Regions from separate parts of the Sus scrofa genome. Here region 1 is linked to region 2. The links are chromatin contacts, called in public Hi-C maps. All regions are on one chromosome and are shown on one strand. Each heading gives the region's core, a stretch centred on a gene start, on an enhancer-like site or on the middle of the called end of the contact. The rest is flanking DNA. Distances are from core to core; before and after follow the strand shown.

Evidence for each region. A called contact is a pair of places that touch in the nucleus more often than the background predicts.
Region 1: a contact with region 2 is called in a Hi-C map of liver, with 1.9 times the contacts expected there. The contact joins the enhancer-like site here to the promoter of DDX56 in region 2. A contact is called at or near these places in 1 of 5 promoter capture datasets (liver), 4 of 47 Hi-C or Micro-C datasets (embryonic fibroblasts, fetal liver and liver) and 2 of 2 datasets of contacts at active chromatin or transcription factors (alveolar macrophages and skeletal muscle).

The regions. Positions count from the first base shown.
Region 1 is chr18:50,654,893-50,657,876 of Sscrofa11.1, reverse strand. All of the region lies in intron 2 of OGDH (2-oxoglutarate dehydrogenase, mitochondrial), which reads left to right. Among named protein-coding and RNA genes, the nearest start is that of OGDH, 29 kb to the left of the region's middle. Within about 2 kb of position 1,291, at least 15 of the 83 cell types and tissues checked have an H3K27ac peak or open chromatin away from gene starts, as enhancers often do. A contact at or near this core is called in fetal liver, liver and skeletal muscle, where this site is marked.
Region 2 is chr18:50,703,818-50,707,305 of Sscrofa11.1, reverse strand. It overlaps DDX56 (DEAD-box helicase 56), which reads right to left and starts at 1,693. Exons shown (of 14, transcript NM_001244543.1): 1 at 1,599-1,693; 2 at 1,347-1,508; 3 at 57-217. The coding sequence starts at 1,658.

The sequences.
Region 1 (2,984 bases), core at 42-2,541, 49 kb after region 2:
GGTCCTGCCATCCGCCAGGCGGCCAGAGTGACTCCACAAGGCCTCAGCGTAGCTCCCAAAGGAAAGGAGAGGCTGCGGGCCTCGGGTGCCCCCCAGAACTCACACCGCCACTCCCTTCCACGGCCAGGGTCCAAGCAGGTCTCAGGCCAGCAGCTCCCAAGAGCTCACCTCCAATAGGGGAGCCATACTGCCACCGCAGGGGCCTTTGTGGACAGCCTGCCGGCATCCTTTCTAGAGTGGTCCCATTGGGCCACCACCTTTAGTCAGGGACCCAGAGAGGCCCCTTCCTCTGTCAGCAGGTTCCACAGGGCCGAGCCGAGGCAGCTTTGCTTGGCTCATTGTGGGTGTTGTTGACACTCGGCCCGCACATCCGTGCAGAGGGAAGGTCGTGGAGGCAGTTCGTTTGGAGATGTCCTCTCAGCTGTTTTTAAAGGACACCTGCCTGTGCTGTAAAAACACCTGTGTGACTGCAGATTCCTTGGGCTTCTGTTGCTGACGAATCCCCCCAGCAGAACCCCCAGTTTTTATTGCTTCCGATGTGAACAGGTCTGTGGTGATGAGTCAGAGGCCCAGAGCCTGGTGTCTCCCGGCCAGGGTGGTGCCCAGCGGCCTGCGGATGGAGGCCCTGGAGCCCAGCACTGCACCACTTTCGAGGCTGCTTAGCCTGAGAGCAGGAACCTCTTGTGAAGCTTCTGGGGGGGCCTCCTCTCCCCCGTGCCCCCCGAGCATCATCCCGGCAGCGCTGCAGGGTGAGCACACCTTCTGTTTTCCGGGAGGCCCTGGAGCCCAGCAGTTGCCACGGGTGGGGCGCATCACGCCACAGCAGGGCCGGTGTGCACAGAAAGCTGAGCGCTTAGGAAATAATGCACCATGTGCCGGCGCGCTTTCTAAGCTGGAAGGACCCCTGTGCAGGGCAGCCGGGAAGATGTGCTGCTTAGAACAGCGCCATCAAGTCTCCGGTGACCATCCTTGGCTCGGGGAGTCGCTGTCTGCCCATTTATTTGACTGCGTTAGCCTGAGCCCACCAAGCCTCGTTTCAGGATGGCCATGCCTCTCTCGTGTGTGGCCCTGAAGTTCTGTGGCAGTGAGAAGGAAAGCACCACTAGCCTCAGAACACAGTTGTTTGTGACAGTGCTTGGTCTGACGTCCAGACCTGGCAGTCATTTGTGTATCAACGGGGCAGTGGCCTTTGACCCTGGGGTTTAGTCCATGCAAGAGGTGGCCAGAGGCTGCCCCACCCACTCCCCGGGGTGGTTTTGCATCTGAGTCCGTGGCAGGGTGCCGGCAGAGGGTGGTGGTGTCTGTTAGGTGACGTCATGTGCCAGGCCAAAGTACATATTGCTTGTTCCATAGCTAAGGTGGAGACAGACAGCCGGGCGGCTGCAGGAGTGGCATCTGAAGGGGACTTTGGACACAAGAAAATGTTCTGGTCAGTCCAGGGCCCAGAGCCATAGAATTTAGCAGCTAGGATAAGCATGAGTTACCCCAGGGTTAAGCTTTGCTCAGCAACCCCTTGAACAGATACAAGTACACCCGCAGGTACTTTCTAAGGTGCAAAAAGCTCCATAGATACACGGGCTCCAGAGTAGCCCATGCCCCCCCCTTTCATAGGCATGGAATCAGGCACCGAGAGCTAACGTGATGTCCCTGGCCCTTGCCCACCTTCGGGAGGCAGGACAGGGGCTCCAAAACCCCATGAGCCGGAGCAGCAGGGCCACTCTGGTGGGCTTGGCCATGTGGCCCATGTGTTCAACACATTGGGGCCTTTGAGACAGGAGGGGCACCTGGTAGCATGTTTGTGACCCCTCCACAACTGAACCCTCATGAACGGTCTCTGTGTGACCTTGACAGTCAGGACTCTGGCCCTGAGACTCCTGTGATCTGCTGACGACAAACAGGGTGAGGTCTGCTTGCTTCACTGAAACTCTCATGCCCACACCCCCTGAGGTCAGCTCCTTCTCTGAGTGAGGACTCTGGACGCTCCCCGTTCTCAGAGCTGACACCCCACCTAGCATCATATCTCGCACAGCACCTAGTATCACCTTGACACCCCACCTAGCCCCGCACCTAACACTTCCCTCAGCACTCCACCTGACACTCCACCCAGCACCGCATCTAATACCTCACCTGACACCCCACCTAACACCAACTAGACACCCCCCAGCCCCACATCTGACTTTCCACCTGACACCCCACCTAGCACTGCACCTGACACTCCACCTGCTACAGCACCTCATATAGTACTGCACCTGACACCCCACTTCTCAGGCTGTTTGCCCTGTGAAGGAGTCTGAACCTGTCTGAATTTAGCTCAGCAGGTGTATTGAGTACCTACTATGTGCAAAGCATGGGACCAGCTTCCTTAGATCCTTACAGAGGAAAAGGGCCGTGTTTGCAGCCTTTGAAGAGGACCAGCTAATGGGGGAGAAGAGGACGGGCGGCGGTGGGAAAGCCCCTCGCGGTTGTGAGAAGTCTGGAGGTTTCTGGGGGAGCAGAGAGGTGACGGCTTTTGGAAACAGCTCCGTGTTCTACGGCGAAGTGCTTTGGGTGACCTAAAATGAAGAGCTCCGGCTTCACTTTAACCAGAATGTTTCTCTTCTTGATACTCGAAATCTGTCATGTTTTGGTTTAAGCCATTTCGGCAACAAGTTGATGGCCTTAAGCCACTCGTGGGCAGTGGGGGGCAGCCCGCACCTCCACTCGTGGCTGTCGCCTGCCTGCCCGTGCACCACCCCTCGTGCCTCTCACTCGGCCCCTGGCCAGGCTCGGGCCTGCTCCCAGTAACTGCTTCCTGAGAAGGAGCACCGAAACCCAGGCTGGCCGTGCCACTGCTCGCTGCCAGGCCACCTCCTTGGGTTCCTCATACCCAGCTGTGGTCCAAGGCCCTGCCTCTCCGAGTGCCGCCGGCCGCCTCTCATTTCTCGGCACCTGTCCCTGCTCTGACGTGGCCCTCCACCATCTGTCCTCCTGCTCCGGAGAGGAGC
Region 2 (3,488 bases), core at 444-2,943:
CACAAACCCAATCCCACATCTCAGGGCAGATTCACTCCCCCACGGCTTTCACTCACCTCTGAGAAGCTGAGTCTTCAGCCGCTGAGACGTTGGCCACCCGGATATCTCGAGCACAATAGGCAGCCAGCTGCTGAATCATGGACTGGGCCTGCCGAGCCAGGTCCTTGGTCGGCACAAGGACAAGGCCTCTCACAGCCTGCTCGACCGCAGGGCCTATCTGCGAAAGAAGAATTCAAGGCTTCAGTCAGTTCGTGTCACCATGGCAACTGGATGCTTTTCCTCTACCTCCTCCAGGCAATTTGACACAACTGCTATGACTTCAACACAACAATCTTTTTTTTTTTTTTTTGCCATTTCTTGGGCCTCTCCCGCGGCATATGGAGGTTCCCAGGCTAGGGGTCTAATCGGAGCTGTAGCTGCCACCCTACGCCAGAGCCACAGCAACGCGGGATCCGAGCCGCGTCTGCAACCTACACCACAGCTCACGGCAACGCCGGATCGTTAACCCACTGAGCAAGGCCAGGGATCGAACCCACAATCTCATGGTTCCTAGTCAGATTCGTTAATCACTGCGCCACGACGGGAACTCCAACACAACAATCTAGTTGTGCTTTTTTTTTTTTTTTTTGTCTTTTTAGAGCCACATCTGTGGCTTATGGAAATTCCCAGGCTAGAGGTCCAACAGGAGCTATACAGCTGCCAGCCGCAGCCGCAGCCTCGGCAACACCAGATCCTAGCTGTGTCTGTGACCTACTCCACAGCTCATGGCAACGATGGATCCTTAACCCACTGAGTGAGGCCTGGGATAGAATCCACTTCCTCATGGATATTAGGTTTGTTACCGCTGAGCCACGACAGGAACTCCCTAGTTGTCCTCTGACCAACCCCCCACCTGCTTCTAGGCACTTCAGAATGTAGACCAGAGGACTCTTCTCCCAGACACTCACCACAAAAAGGATAACTCTCTTTACAGCTACAAAGTTACAAAAAATGTATCCGTTAGGAAACCAGAGTTTCACAATAATCTATAAGTAGGAAGGGAAGAGGTGCCCCCTTTTAAAGTAGGAAAAAGAGAAACCCCATTTACTCAGGATTGTACAAAGAGTGGTGGTCGGAGGGCCTTGACTAGAACCCAAGTGACCTGAATTCCACCCCAGAGCGTTTACAGCAAGAGCACCAGTTTCTTTCAGACCAACCTTCACGTGTAAGAGGCCATAAGGAAACCCGGTACTTGGGAAAGACTTCGGTGGGTGGCGATGGGGGACACAGTCTTCCAAGGGGGCACAACGGAACTCAAACGCCTGCATCTCCCTTCCCGGCCTTTAAAGGCCCCTCCCCCGACTCACCGCCTTCCTGTGGAGCAGCAGCTGCAGCATCGGAATGGCATAAGCAGCGGTCTTCCCTGACCCCGTGCGGGCCCGAGCCAGGAGGTCCTTCCCCTCAAGGGCCAAAGGAATGGCTTTTTCCTGGATCAGCGTGGGTCGCGACCAGCCCAGGTCGGTAACGGCCTAGGAGAGACAAGGGACGGCTCAGGCGGCGCGCTGCCCTGCTGCCACCTCCCCTCCACCTCGGACCGGCTCCTCAGCCCTCCCCAGTACCTGTAGGAGCCGGGGGTCTAGGCCCATGTGTTCAAAACCCAATAGCTCTGGATCCTCCATGCTGCTGTTCTGTAGTGACAGCGCGCATGCGCGACAGGAAGTGCACGCGGGGCCGCGTAGGCGGGTCACAGCAGCAGCCAATCATCTTAAAGGATACGTCACCTCCCGGAAGTATCGGAGCCCCGGCTTCCGATGTTCTGACGGAGGACCGCTGCCGCGGCGGCGGCGCGCAGAACCCGGTGTCTCCGGGGAGAGGGGACGGGCGAGGGGCCAGGGTCGGCTGGGAGCTGTCTGGTCCTCGCTGGTCCGCTGACACTGCCTCCTAAAGGCGTGCTGCGCTGGGATTGCCTGCGGCGGGGGCGGGGCTGCGTGGAGGCGGGTGAGATTCCCTCCTGTGCCCGCCTCCGCCGACCCACAACGGGTCAAACAACCAGCAGGACTGTCCCCCGGTTACATGCTTAGGGCTTTCCCTTCACCTCGAGGTTGGTTTTAACAGCCTCACCCTAGTATTTATTCGGCGTTAGTTATACTTGCATTGACAAATACATCAGTGTTCAAGCGTGCTCGCCTGTGTTCTATTTAAGAACAGGCGTGCGGCGGATGGTAGCTCACCACGTACGAGAAACACTGGTGAGTCCCGCGCCCTTTCTTATGCATCTGGGGAATCTGTCGGATTTGTGTGTAAGCACTAATTTCTCTGCCACTTACGGTGCTCAGGAAAAGTGCACCAACATATGTTTTACAGGGCTGTTTGGCTGTAGCACTGCGGGGAACTTGGGAATCTGAACCGGGGCAACAGCTTTGAGTAGAAAGACACTTGGTGTACCAACACATGATAGAGGCAACCGAGGCTGGCTAAGATTCAGGGTCACAAGCAGTCCAAAGGACAGGCTAGAGCGATTGGACTGTACAAGAATGATGTTTGGGAGAAGGAGATGAGGAAGGTAGGTTGGTCTGGGGTTCCCAAACCTGGCTGCCCCGATGTTGCCTGCACAGCTTGATTAAAAATAAGGATTCGGAGTTCCCATCGTGGCGCAGTGGTTAACGAATCCGACTAGGAACCATGAGGTTGCGGGTTCGGTCCCCAGCGTTGCCGTGAGCTGTGGTGTAGGTTGCAGACTTGGCTCGGATCCCGCGTTGCTGTGGCTCTGGCGTAGGCCGGTGGCTACAGCTCCGATTTGACCCCTAGCCTGGGAAACTCCATATGCCGCAGCCCTAAAAAGACGAAAGACAAAATAAATACATACATACATACATAAAAATAAGGATTCTTGGTCCCCACCAATTGCTGCTGTTAACAAATTCCCATAATCTTGGTGGTTTAATGCAAGTTTATTATCTTTGAGTTCTGTAGGTCAGAAGTTTCATGAGCTCTCACTAGGCTGAAATCACAATGCTGGCGGGGCTCACTGGAGGTTCTAGAAGAATAATTCGGATTTTGCCTTTCCCAGCTTGGCTTGAGGTCCCCTTCCTCTATTTTCAGAGCTATTAACAGAGGGTTGAGGCCTCACATGTCATTACAGCCTTCTTTTGCCTCCCTCTTCCATGTTTAAAGACCCCTGTTACCATAGTGGGGCCCACTCAGATAATCCAGGTACTTCTCCACTTAATGTCAGATGATAGCAGCCCTAATCCCTCTTTGCCATGTTTGGTAACAGTCACAAGTATCCAGAATTAGTACATTGAATTGGACATTTTTGGGGGGCTTATTCTGTCTACCACACTACCCCAAATGTAAACCTACATAATCAGACTGGAACTGAGCATTTGCCAAGGATCCATGTCGATGAGTTTCTCGGTTGACCCCGTGCACCTGCTCTGTCATAGACCCAGCTTGGGTGCCTTGGGTTAGGCTTTCGCTGTTGTTAGGGTGAGAACAGAGAGCAGTTC